4 separate regions of the Sus scrofa genome follow, and all the other regions are linked to region 2. A link is a contact called in public Hi-C and targeted proximity ligation data. All regions are on one chromosome and are shown on one strand. The core of a region is the stretch at or near the end of the contact, and the rest is flanking DNA. Distances in the headings are between cores, read along the strand shown.

What was found. Hi-C and Micro-C count contacts between places; a contact is called where the count stands out from the background.
Region 1: a Hi-C map of retroperitoneal adipose tissue shows a contact between it and region 2, with 1.4 times the contacts expected there. A contact is called at or near these places in 1 of 5 promoter capture datasets (liver), 8 of 47 Hi-C or Micro-C datasets (blood, embryonic fibroblasts, fibroblasts and 2 more) and 2 of 2 datasets of targeted methods (alveolar macrophages and skeletal muscle).
Region 3: a Hi-C map of embryonic fibroblasts shows a contact between it and region 2, with 6 times the contacts expected there. A contact is called at or near these places in 1 of 5 promoter capture datasets (liver), 14 of 47 Hi-C or Micro-C datasets (alveolar macrophages, blood, embryonic fibroblasts and 8 more) and 1 of 2 datasets of targeted methods (skeletal muscle).
Region 4: a contact with region 2 is called in a targeted proximity ligation map of skeletal muscle. A contact is called at or near these places in 2 of 5 promoter capture datasets (fetal skeletal muscle and liver), 11 of 47 Hi-C or Micro-C datasets (alveolar macrophages, embryonic fibroblasts, heart right ventricle and 6 more) and 1 of 2 datasets of targeted methods (skeletal muscle).

What each region holds. Positions count from the first base shown.
Region 1 is chr4:110,269,190-110,272,208 of Sscrofa11.1, forward strand. No RefSeq gene overlaps it. Among named protein-coding and RNA genes, the nearest start is that of EPS8L3, 41 kb to the right of the region's middle.
Region 2 is chr4:110,196,067-110,199,378 of Sscrofa11.1, forward strand. CSF1 (colony stimulating factor 1 (macrophage)) reads right to left here and starts at 1,821. Exons shown (of 8, transcript NM_001244523.1): 1 at 1,623-1,821. The coding sequence starts at 1,661.
Region 3 is chr4:110,297,908-110,301,385 of Sscrofa11.1, forward strand. No RefSeq gene overlaps it. Among named protein-coding and RNA genes, the nearest start is that of EPS8L3, 12 kb to the right of the region's middle.
Region 4 is chr4:110,131,123-110,134,356 of Sscrofa11.1, forward strand. It overlaps AHCYL1 (adenosylhomocysteinase like 1), which reads right to left and starts at 1,704. Exons shown (of 17, transcript NM_001201381.1): 1 at 1,307-1,704. The coding sequence starts at 1,426.

The DNA.
Region 1 (3,019 bases), core at 477-2,976, 73 kb after region 2:
AACCCACTTGTACCCTAATCTTAATTCCTCTTCTATGGATTACCTGCTCGCGGCCCTTGTTCTTTTCCCATTGCATATCCTCTGTTGTTGATTTGTGAAAACCCTTTGTGTAATCTGCTGCTCATATTTTCCCCAGCTTGTCCTTTGTGTGTTGACTTTGTATATAGAGCTTTTGTTGTCAGAACTTTACAAATTTTATGTGGTTCAATGTATCAGACTTTTCCGGTTTTCTGCCTCAAAGGTCTTACCCTAAAATAACAAAACATGGACTCGTGTGTGTGGCTTTTTTTCCCACAACGTCTGTGGCGTCGTTTCATATTTAAATATTTTACCCATCTGGAATTTAAAACATTGTAGTATACCTGTGAGGAAAGGCTGAATTTTCTTTTTTTCAAATGGATAACCAGTTGGGATGTATGAACTCTGTGAGATTCCAGAACCTTCGTAACTTTCCTGCTGTTCTGATTTTTGTGAACGTCTCATTCCCTGGAGCGATTAGAGGAGGTGAGAAGGAACATGGCAGGTGCTTGTCTTCAAGTTCAAGGACAACCAGGAGGGCAGGATACAGTGAGACTGGGATGCAGTCTTCAGGCAAGGCAGGGAGGATGCCCGGCGGTGCCCAGAGGAGGGGAAGCGGCTGAGCCCTGCAGTGGAGAAGACAGGAGGGCAGGAAGCGTCATGCTCCTCTTGAGAAGACTCCAGGGACCAAGAGAAAGACCCTGCAGTGTGGGCACCCCCCCCATGCTCTGTGCCAGGGAGCGTTCTGTTCTTCTGCCACCGCTTTCCAATGTTTCCACCCAGAGGTCTGGGCCGATTGGCATGTGTTCCTTCCTGAGTGTTTTTTGACCCCATACCCTGTGCCCAGGAAAGGAGCTCCATATCTGGCATGGTGATAACAGAAGTCGGCCATCAGAACCCTGAGACAGCAAGAAGAATGCTTGTGGGGATGCTGTCGGGCTGCCGGAGGCAGGAAGTCATTTTACAAAGATTTCCTTCAGATGTGGCATTTACAAGTTTGTCCTTTGGTTGTGAAACAGTATTTCCCTGAGTGTTGGGAAAATAAAAATAGCTGTATTATTAACAGTCATGCCCACACATGCCTTCCTCTTCCCTGGAAGGGCTGTCCTGTCTGGGCTGCCTGTCCTGTTTGGGAGAGGTCAGAGGTCCAGACACCCTAAAGGAAGAGCACCCCCAGCGGCTGCCGTCCTGGCCTCTGGAGCAAGGGCTGGAGGTCAAGGGCTCCAAGCTGCCAGCCGCAGCGGCTTCTACAAGAGCACACGTACATCTCTCTTCCTACATTGCCCTGGACTCATCTTTCAGGCAGCCTTTCCCACTAGAAGGCACGAGTCATGCATCTTGGTGTGGTAGGGGCTCCATGGATGGCTGGATAAATGAATGAATGGCTCGGCGATGCTGGAGAGTGGTTTTCAGTGCCAGGGCGGACCGGGGAGGCCGGAGAGCAACCGATGGGGGGGGGGGGGCGCACAGCCCCCTACCTCTGCTTCCTGGCACATAGGTCTAGCTGAGAAATGGCCATCACCACCCAGCCCCGTGCTGTCACCCTCCCTCCTCCCCGGGGTCGGGGATGGCAGGGCAGGGCGGCCTCTCCTCCCTCAGAAGCTTCAGCAACTGCAGGCCCCGTTGGTCACCCACCCGCATTCCCTGAGCCCTTTTCTGCTGACTCACTGCAGTCCCCCTGGTCCAAGCTTCCCGCCAGTTCCTGCCAGAAGCCCAGTGGGGCTAAAGGCGAGGGAGGGAGGAGGCCGCGGACACTGCATCAGGTCCCTGGAATGCTCTGCTGGCCCGGAAGCAGCGCCGACCCACTTCCCGGTTTCTGCTGCTCTGAAGGGATGGCCAGGACGTGGACGATCTGGGGGGCTGAGTGGACGCCTCTGTCCCCGACTCAGCCCCAGCCAGGCCCTCTCCAACCCCCATGGCAGAGAGCAAGGCTCCCCCAGCCCCTGCCCTTGCTGCTTGGGCTAAAGCACCTGCGACAGTGTGCGCTGTTCCTGCGTGTGGCTTTGTGGGACTGTGGTTGTGTAGGATGCTGTGAGCCTATGCGTGAGTGTGTGGATTCAGAGTCCCTGTCCCAGTGTCCACTTGTGTGTGACCACACACAGATGAACAATGTGAGTGTGAATGTTTGTGGTTAGGACTCACTGTGCACAGTGTGTGTGGTTTCGTGTGTTTGTGTGTCGTGGCCTGTGAATGCAGGGTGGCCTGGGGTTACCTGTGACTCTAGGTGGCTGTGTGCTGCTGACAGTCATGGTGTGTGGTGGCAGTGCTTGTGGATGGTTGTGTGTGACTGGGTGGGCTTTGCACGATGCTTCAGGGCCACATGTGTGTTCCATGGCACAGGCTTAGAGAGATGAGCGGTCTGCAGCCCAATTCCACGGTAGGTGAAGGATCGGGGTGTGTGTGTGTGTGTGTTTCTGTTGTGTGTGTGCTTTCTCCTATGTGTGTTTCTGTTGTGTGCTTCCGCCTTTTCTAAGTTCTACCTCTGAGGATCCTGTAACTTTTTTTTAATGGCCGCACCCACAGCACACAGACGCTTCCGGGCCAGGGATGGAATCTGAGCCACAGCTGCAATGCCGGGTGCTTGAACCCTCTGTGCCAGACCAGAGATCGAACCCACGCCCCCTTGGTAACCCAAGCCACTGCAGCCAGGTTGCCAACCCACTGCACCACAGCGGGAACTCCAAGCCTGTAACTTTTGCAAGGAAGTAAAACCAGGTTGGAGGAAATTCTTCCTCCGGGTCACTGACGGGTTTTAGAGTGATTTCTTGGAACAGGCCAGGCTTCGGGGTAATGCCAGCCATCTGAGCTCTCAGAGCAGCTTCCAGTGCTCATGGAGACCCAGCACAGCCCCAGTGCAGCCCTGGCTTAGGCCCAGGCGGCCCCCCACTATAGGGGCACAGCCAGCCTCTCTCGGCCCCGAACATCTGCCCCCAACCCTCCCCATACCAACTGGGTGCGAAGGGAACACGGGCACCCAGCTCTCCTTCCTTTCCTGGCCTTG
Region 2 (3,312 bases), core at 571-3,070:
GGCCTGGGGAAGAGATGCTCAGGAAGGCAGCCACAGGCAACTCAGGATATGGTTGTTTGAGGACAGCAAGGAGAGGGCAGTGCTTAACCCCAAGGGCTGCCCAGCTTTTGGAGATATTTCAGGTTTCAGTGGGGGGAGAGTACAGCTACTATGTAAGAGGCTGACTTTGAAGGTGGCCAAAAGGGACTCCTGGAGCCCTGACTTGTCCCCAGAGGAAGATCTGGACAGGCACCCAGGGGTTAACACTCTAGCTTGCATCTGGCTGGGCTGGCTCTTCTCCCCACCCCTTTCTTCCTTCCACCCACCAGCCTTGGCCTCTGGGGCAGCCACAAGGAGTCTCTGCCTCGGGCTCAGAGAGATGCTAGGACATCGCAGTCCAGCTGGCCTTCCTCACTCAAGTCCCATCCTGTTTCATCTTCCCCATCAGTCGGGTCCTCGGAGAGACCTTGGCACGGGTGGACCCTTGGGCTGCCGCTGTCTGAAACCGGCCCCCTTTTCTATGCATTTTACTCTCCTCCTTCCTCAGAGGTCTCACTTCCAGCCCCTATTTGTCTTGTTGCCTTTCACCTCATCCTTCCTGATTTTCCCTTCTGACCCCATCTCTTCTCTCTCAGTTGGGCTCTTCCTCCTCCGTGGAAGGGTTCTTCCCTCTCACCCTATCTGCAGCCCCCTCTCTTATCCTCCAAATATTTTTCTGCTTCTCTCCCCCCTGCCCCACGACCCCAGGTTGTCCTCCAGGGTTTCACAGAAGCACACTCACTGGGAGACCACTTACTGTGCAGGAATGGTGCCACCCTGCATTGTCTAGGGGTTGCCCCAGCTACAGCCCGAGGTTGGGGCGGGACAGCCCCTGTGCAGTCCTGAGCAGCCCGCAGCCCCGGTCCACAATTCTGCAACCGCAAACCCTCCTTCCACCTCCTCTACCACCACCAAGCCCAGGATCTCCCCAAGGGACTGAACCATATTTGACAAGAAGATTCAGAGCTGGCCCCACGCAACTCTGGGGCCATGTCCCCCACAGACAGACTTGATCCAGCCACCCAAGTGCCCAACAGCTCCTGCCTGTGTGCTGGAACAAGTAGTGGCTTGCCCTGGCCCCCTTTTTTTGGGCTGCCTTGGCATTCTATAAGCTGGATGGCTCCTGAACCTTCGTCATCCCGACGTGCCCACTCCCCAGCAGGACGTGTTTATGGCCGGGGAGGAATGCCCACTGGGAAAGCACCACCCTCATCTCACAGCCACTCCGCCTGCTCCTCGTTGGAGGCTGATTCATAAGGAAAAGAAGCAAGGAGGGAGCCTCTGCGCTGCAGCTGCGAAGCCCTCTCTCCTGCCGGCGGGTGGCTCAGTGTGCCCGCCTGTGCAATGGGGTGAGCAGCCCTCCCTTTCCCGGACAAGCGCTGCAGCCCCAGGAGCAGCTGCAGGGCCGTCTCTGGTTCTAGCCGGAGCGCACGAGGGGCCTCGGACAGTCGGCGCGCAAAGATGGGATGGAAACCCGAGCCCGCGGCCCGGGCGGAAGAGCCTCGGCAGCCGGCCGCCCGGGTAGGGGCTTCCGAGGGGCCGCGCCGAGCCACGGAGCTCCCGCCCTAGCCCAGCCCGGGCCCCGAGCCGCGACCGCCGCTTACCGTGGGAGGGCAGCGCCCGGCGGCGCCCGGCGCGGTCATACGGGCAGCTGGGTCCCGGCCGGGCGCGTCGGCCGCCCGCGCTCGCTCGCTCGCTGGCCGCTGCAGAGTCCGCGCCCCGGCCGAGGGCCGCGCTGCTGTCCCGGGAGTGCGGAGGGACCCACGGCAGCGCCAAGAGCACCGAGGCAAACTTTCACTTTCCCTGAGCCGGGCTCCACTGGCCAGCTCCTCGGCACAGCCTTTTAAGCGGACTTGTGAGGCATGTGGTTTATGGGAAATCACCTTGGACAGGCGCCAGACACACACACACACATGCACACACACACCCGCGCGCGCGCGCACTGACACAGACACACACTCCAGAGGCCCACTGAACCGCCTCCCCGCCCCCACCCCGCGGGCTGGTCTTCCCCGCTAGTCTTGCAGTCGCCCTCTTTGCTGTGCTCAACGACGGCGCCTTTGAGAAAGTAACGCGGGCTCCGCCGCCTCCCGTCCCCCAGCGCGCCGGCTCTGGACAGAGCCTTGCCTTCCCTTCCGCGCTCTCCAGGCGGATTGGGTGCTCTCTCTCTCTTTTTCTAATATTCGCTTCAAGGGACTTTCCCTCTAAGCCTGAAAATTCCCAAATCTGAGCAGGAAATGCTCCGAGAGTAGGGAAAAACGCTGGAGACCAATGCGAATGCTGCAACACCTTGTGGAGCTTGAGTCAGCAAGTTTGTAGGCAGCCCTCTCCTGCCTAGGCAGCCCCCCAGCAGCCCGCCCAGCCTCTCGTCTCCCAGTCTGGAGGCAGCGTCCAGGCAGAGAGGCTAACTGCCTGGCCAGAATGGGATGGATTGTGTCCTGTGACAGGGAGCTGGGAGGCTCTGCTGTGTGCCGGGAGATGCTCCCCGGCACCAGACCTGCAGGTGATGTAAATGCTGGCTGGTACCCTGCTCCCTCCTGAGCGTCCAGACCTGGGGAGATAGGCATCCTGGCTCTAGATTTCCCCCGATGTTTCTGAAAATGCTTTTACTGAGCTGATTAATCACACTTTGTCTCTACGTGAGAATGAATTTAAACAAGGCTTAATAGGGTGAGCCTGGTAATTACAATGCCAAATTTGGGAGCTTTCTCTTTCTTCAGTTGGCTGTGATTCAATGTTTCTCGCTCTCTCTGTGTGACCACCCACTGGCAGCCCTTGGAAATACAGGGCAGTCTGGTCTGGAAGGGGCATTTCTTGTCATCCACCCTCAAGCGGTAATTTTACACCTTCGTGCCCTTGCTCATAGTGGTCCCCCAGCAAAGAACGCTCCTTTCCCCACTTGTCCTTAAGGCAAACGCCTCATCCTTCAAGGTTGAAAGCACACCACATCCTTCAGCAGCAGAGCTTTCTTCCACTCCTCGGGCGGATCAATGTTTCCTGTTCCTGTGGTCTCACTGGACTGGGCTCCTTTCTCTGCGGTCTCCCTGATCCACTGTCATTCGCTCATGCCCCACATCATTCTAAAAAGTACTTAAGGTGGTACTGAGAGTTATGTTTTGGATCATCAGATTGAAACTTCACCCCTACCCCGGACTGAGAACTTTCTCCAGGGTGGTCTCGTGGTCATTTACCTCCAAATCAAGTGCCTAGCACATGGAAGGTGCCCACTTAACAGTGACCGAATCAAATGAGGCCATTAGAGAATGATTCATTCATTTGACAAATGCACACCAT
Region 3 (3,478 bases), core at 749-3,248, 100 kb after region 2:
CTGTGGCATATGGAGGTTCCCAGGCTGGGGGTCAAATCGGAGCTGCAGCTGCCGGCCTACACCACAGCCACAGCCACAGCCACGCTGGATCTGAGTCGAGTCTGCAACCTACACTGCAGCTCAGAGCAACACCAGATCCTCAACGCAGTGATCGAAGCCAGGGATCGAAGTGGCATCCTCATGGATACGAGTCGGGTTTGATACCACTGAGCCACAACGGGAGCTCCTACAAATTGATTTTTTTCAGGGGCCGTTGGCAAGAAAAAGCTGAAGGCCTCCAGCTTGGGAGCACTGGGTGATTCACCAAGAAGGCGCCACTGGAGGAGGTGAGGGTGGCCGTCCCGGGGTCCAGAGGGGAGGGGAGCCTGGAGGGTCCTTTGCAGAGGAGGGGAGCCCTGCAGGGACAGACCTCTGTCTCAGCTGGAACAGGAGGACCACGGAGAGGGTCTGGCCGCTCCCCACCTCCATCCCACCACACAGGCAGGGGAGACAAAGGGAGCCCCGACAGAGAGGCCTGCCCGCAAATAACAGCACAAGCCTCAGTGGGGCGGGCTGGTGGGCCCTGGGGTCTGATCCAGCCCCTCCTCCTCTCAGTCCCCCGAGGGCTCCTCCCTCTGTTTGTGCTGAGCCAAGCCCACATAAAATCTCTGACCCGCAAGACGGGCCTGTGCACAAGAACTTTTCTCAAAGGAAAAGGAAAAGAAAAAGTGAAAAGGCCGACAGATGGATGGCTGTTTGAGAACAGTCTCTGACTGGAAGCTCCCCCAGCCTGGCTAGAGATGCGGGGGCCAAGGCTGGGGTCCTTGGGGAGATTAGGACTTTTCTGGTCTTTGAGTGATTCCTCCTACCCACCCCCCCCACCTGAACTTGAGCGGGGTCACATGGTCCTTGCCTAGGATGTCAGCTCCCATGTTTCTCACCGGGGCTGTCACTTTGTTTCCCTGATCGTCAGTCTTTTCATCTGTAAAGTGGGGGTCATGGCACCTTGAGGGTTGATGTGAGAATTAGAAACATAACATAAATAAATATTATAAATAAATCATAGAGCACAAAGATCACCATACAAGAAGCATCCAGATAACTAAACTTCTTATGGTAATCATTGTGCAATACACATGGATCGATTCATTATGTTGTAGATCTTTTTTTTCTTTTTTTTTTCTTTTTTTTTTCCTTTTTAGGACTGCACTTTCGGCATATGGAGGTTCCCAGGCCAGGGGTCAAATCAAAGCTGTAGCTGCCAGCCTACACCACAGCCACAGCAACGCCAGATCTGAGCCACGTCTGTGACCTACACCACAGCTTACGGCCACGCCGGATCTTTAACCCACTGAGCGAGGCCAGGGATCGAACCCAAAACCCCATGGTTCCTAGTCGGATTCGTTAACCACTGAGCCACAACAGGAACTCCCTGGTGTGGATCTTAAATGTACAGTGTTACCTGTCTAATATATCTCAATAAAACTCTTATCTGTTCATCATTGTCTCGGAACACAGCCTTTGCTCTGCTGTCCAGGATGTCTTTCCTTTTTCTCCATCTGGCAAAAATCTGACTTGTGTTTCAAGGCTTAGGTCCAGTCCCAACCCCTTGGTCAAAACCTCTGCAGCCCTGGATGAGCGGGAGCATCCTCTCCTCCTCAGGGCTTCTGGGCACTGTGTTCGCAGCCCCTCAGCCCTCAGTGGCTAAGTCGTGGGGGTCTTTGGCCCTGTGCACTGGGGTCTCTGGGCTGCAATGCTGCCCTTCCATCTTTGTGTCCCTGTCTCTAGCACAGAGGCCACTGGATATCTCTGCCAAAGGCCCACGTGAATGACCTGACAACCTTCTGTCTTAAGGAAGAGAGTGAGTGGGGCGGCGGGACCTCTTTCTCCCTAGATGCCTTTCTAGTTTGGCTTGATTCCAAAGGAGCTGGGGGTGCCCTGAAGGGCCCCATTCAGATACCTCATGATGCTGGGGCTCCCTCATCAGGGGGAAGGGTTACAGGTACCCAAAACAAGGTGTACAGCTGTAGAGCTGGGCTGGGCTGGGGTGCTCCCCTAGAAGGATGAGCACCCAACCCAAGGCTGTCCTGTCAGGTCATGGGAACCTGGCAGCTTCAGTGGCCACCCATTGGCCTTTTGAAGAAAGGAGCCAGCATGTCCCGCCCCCCGCCAACCCCCCTACCCCGACACACCAACACAAACATACAGCTGTGCACAGCTGGCTTGTTCCCTCCCTCTGGGCCCCGGTGCTCCTCCCCACCCCAGACCTGGGCTAAAGAAACATCATGGGTCGGTCCTGCCCCCTGCTGGCAACAAAAGGAATGGCCCCTCAGCCAATGAGGCTGGGGAAAGTGCAGGGACGCTGCCTGGCCAATACTGCTCCAGAAAACAAAGAACACCCACAGCCCCGGGTCCTTCCCGCTGTCCTGTGGTGTCATTATTCAACCTAACTGTTCGAGTCCAAACCCCTTGGCCTGGCAAAGTCCTCCAGGACCTGGTTCCAATGTCCCTTTCCAAACTGACGGCTTCCTACACCCTCCCCCCACCCTGGTCCCAGGTGACGCATCTGTTCTTTGTCCCCAGAACACACTGGCCAGTGTGTCCTGACCTCCAGCCTCCATGCAGACCTTCCCCTTCCAGCAACGCCCTGCCTTTTCTCTTTGCTTCAAGATCCAGGTTAAGGAATTTCCATCGTGGCTCAGTGGAAACAAGCTCGACTAGGAACCATGAGGTTGCGGGTTTGATCCCTAGCCTCGCTCAGTGGGTTAAGGATCTGGTATTGCTGTGAGCTGTGGTGTAGGTCGCAGACGTGGCTCGGATCCCACGTTGCTGTGGCTCTGGCGTAGGCTGGCAGTTACAGCTCCGATTCGACCCCTAGCCTGGGAACTTCCAAATGACATGTGGCCATAAAAAGCAAATAATAATAATAATAACAAAGAAAGAAACAAAAGCTCCAGTTCAAATCTCACCTCCTGGCTGACTGAACTTGTCCTCATCCAGAGCTCATCCCTGTCCCTGGTGGCGTGTGCCCGCCCTCGTCTCATCAGCAACTAGACTAAAGGATAGTCACATTGGAACACGCATAGGCTCAGGGGTTCAGCACAGGACCCCGCACAGAGCTGGAGCATAATCAGTGCTGGGTGGGGCAGGTGATCAATCCCAGCGCCTCATGTTTCCGTTTCTCCCACCAGCCCCCAGGGCCTTTGGGAGGCTGGCAGTGTCCCTCGGGAGGGGAAGCGGGGCTGGGCTTAAAGTGCAGGTCCCTGATGATGCTCCAGCCCCCTCGCCCTCACAGCTGTCAGAGAGAGGCGGGGCTGGGGGGGGGCTAGGCAGAGGCCCCCCTGACATGCAGCTGGACATGGGGGGAATTTGTGTCCAAGGGAAGCTGTCCCCGTCCTCAGAGTAGGCTCCAGGCCACTCCCTCCTCTCCCAGCCTCTTCTGCTCTAACTTCTGGCTCCTGTCTACCTTCATTCACTCTCTCCTGCCCATTAGCCATCC
Region 4 (3,234 bases), core at 454-2,953, 65 kb before region 2:
TTCTATTGGTAAAATCTAAATTTTATGGGAAGACAGAGCTAAACCACACAATGGTACCCTGTCTTTTCAATCTTGCATTTGATTTCTGGAATAGTAGATTAATTTCTTTTAAAAAAAAATCATCTCTCCCACTTATGACAGCTTAACTCGTTCATCCTGAAGGACTGTAACTATTCCTGTGAACCCTGCTTTGTGCAGCTTATACAAACAGTGCTTCCCATCAGACACTGTAGGCAGAGATAGCCTTGAAACTCTGTCTTTATACAGGAGGGAAATGTCTATTCAGGTTTTTGCTGGTTTCAGAAAGGTCACCTCTCTGCAAAGGTTCTCTGGTCTAGGGTTAACTGCGTGCCAGGTATGCAGAAGGTCAAGGACTATTCGGCAGCAATGCTCAGAAAGTACTAGGGATCCTAATTCAGCCGCTCAGAGAGTTGGTTAGATTCAAACCTCCAAAGGTTGCCATTTAATCTTCCACGAAAAGAGAATGCGAAAGACGTCCTTAGAGCTCAACCCACAGCACAAGAGACTAAACTTGTTCTGCCTCCTAAGTGCAGTTAAGAATGAGCAATCGTTCCTTACCTCCCACCCCTCCAACCCACCCAGGCTCCTTTCTTTAGGGATGTCTCAGTGATCTATGGGCATGACTCTACGATCAACCTGTATCCATGACAGTGTCTATCACCAACCTCCAAATGTTAATTTCTTACATACGTCGAAGCAACTCGATGACCACAGAAGATGAAAATCAAAGTTTTCTTTTCAATTTCAATTTGCCCTCACAGTTTTCACCTGCATACAAGAGCTAGCTCCACGCATTTTTTCATCTTGCCTCCAAGATCACACGTAGTTGTTGGATAAACCGACCACAGCTCCCAAAGATGTGCCCAAAGAAACACTATCAGATTTACCCACTCACTTGACGGGAGATTTCCCGTACACTCTCATCCCCTGGGGCTGGTCACCGGGGTCAACTGAATTGGTTCACCCCCTCCCAGTCCCGTCTCCGAGGCCCTTCAGCCAAGAAAAGTCAGCCGCAAATTTAAGGCCCGGCCCTGCCGGGTTTCGAAAAGATCCCGAAGGATTAGGGCCGAGGGACAAAGGAAAGTGAGGTCAGGGGCGGCCTTTCCAGCTGGGGATAGGCCTGGGGCCGCTCACCCGCCACCCCTTACACGACCTCCGCCGTCCCGGGTCCCTCAAACCTCGCCCCTGAAGTCCCGAACTTGCTGGAGCCCGGACTCGGGGCTCGCTCGCGCCCCTTCCGCGAGGCCCCCGCCCGTACCCCCGCCGCCACCCAGAGCCCCCGCACCTTCTTGGGCGCCTTGGTGACGGTGGCCATGAAGGAGTACTTCTCGGCGTCCTCGATCTCCTTGGCCTGCTTCAGCTCCTCCCCGACACCGGGCAGCGGCATCGCGTCAGGCATCGACATCCCCCGGCCGGCCCGGCCCGCGGCTGCCCCACCACCCCCGCCTCTTTCCCTCACGGGCGCCCGCCCGCCCGCCCGCGCGGCGCCCTCGGACACGCGCTCGCCCACCCTCCCGCCGGGCCCCGCGCCGAGCTGCGGCCGGTGCCGAGGTGCTGGAGCCGGCGCCTCGTCGGCTCGGCGGTCCAAGGCAGCGGGACTGCTACGGCGGCCACAGGAGCGCCAGAATCAGCAACCCGGAGCTCCGACCAGCCCGCGCCGCCACCTCCGCCGCACGCAAATACGCACGCAAAGTAAGGGTAGAGGGCGGTGACGCCACGTCGGGTACTGGCAGCTCCAGGCGGGCGGGGGAGAGGCGTGGAGAAACGGCGCTCTGTCATGACGTCACCACTTTGGACTGGGCCGCCAGAAGCCAGCCCTTTCCTCCTAGCTCGCGGGTGATGAAGCTTCTGCGGGGAGCTGGACCCTTCGCGTCGCCAGGTGGCGCCATCCGCCCTGTGAGTGGCGCGTGGTTCCTGCAAGGATGCCGAGGAACAGGCGGCGGGGTGTGTGAGGCGGGGTCTTTGGAGGGCGCGGGATCCCAGGCAAGGCCTCAGAAGGGTGAGGGATGCTTGGGAGCAAGGACCAGAGCCTTGCAGTACACAGCCTAGAGCCAGTCCTAGGAAACTTCTGGGGCCCGAGCTGTAGCCCACTCACTCACTGCTCCCACCCAGGCCCTTTGAACCACAAGCCCCTTTTCAAGGGGCTGCTACTTTGAGACTTTAAGGGTGGCCAGAAGGGTCCCCAGAGCAGTGTGGTGTCTTCACCGCCCTTTGTGACCTCGCCTGCCCCGGTCTCTCCTGGGCCTTGCTTGTTTACAAGACCTTGTCGACTTAAAAAAAATGCTCAGCCTGAAAGTTGAGAGTTAAGTTTTATTTGGGGCAAAATTCAGACGTAAGCCCCGGGGACAGCATCTCAGGTAGCCCTGAGAAACCGCTCTAAGGAGGTGAGGGGGGAGCTAGGTGAGATATATAGGCGTTTTTGCTACAAAGAGCAGATTGCAGGAACAAAAGTAGTCTGGGCTCACTGAAATCATGCCCTTGATATGCACCTCAGCTTTAGGGGCCCAGTATCCTGAGTTTTCATAGCCCTTGGGGGCTCACCAGCTCACCCTTGGAGGTGACTACTAGAGGTGGCTGCATTCTTCACAGGTCACTGTGACATCTCTTCTTCTGTCCACTGAAGTACAGCCTGGTGGGGCGTGGGGTGGGTGGTATTTCAGAAGGGGAAAGGGAGAATAGCAGGATATATGCAATTAAGGTGAAGGGGGAGGTGCATACGGCCATGCACACACATTTACACAAGTTTCTTGCTGGCCTCTTGAAGGTCACTACTAGTCCCAAGGAGCAGACACCACCCTGAAGGATTTTAGAGTTTTTCCAGATACGAGGAGGTGCAAGAATTAGGCACATAAAATCTTCTCCTAAAAATAATGTATCTGAAGACCTGTTCTTCCAGTTTTCCCAGAGTGCCTCACTCCTGATCTCCACCCTGAGCTCCGCTCAGAGGGTGCTTCGGGTCAGCAGCTGTAATCCATGTAGAGGATGACGGCAAGCGCCAAACCTCAGTTCACTACCTTCATATGGCAGAGCTGATGGAATAGGGCTATGGGTCAGGGGCTGGAGAGCAGGAGAGGTGGGGGTGGGAAAGAGACATCATTGGCCACCCCCCTGCTTCTCCTCAGCCCCAAACATTACACTTCACCAGCTTCCAGTGCACCACCAGGGCATTCATGAACTATTCACATGCTTTTCCTGGGCTCAACTATGTGCCAC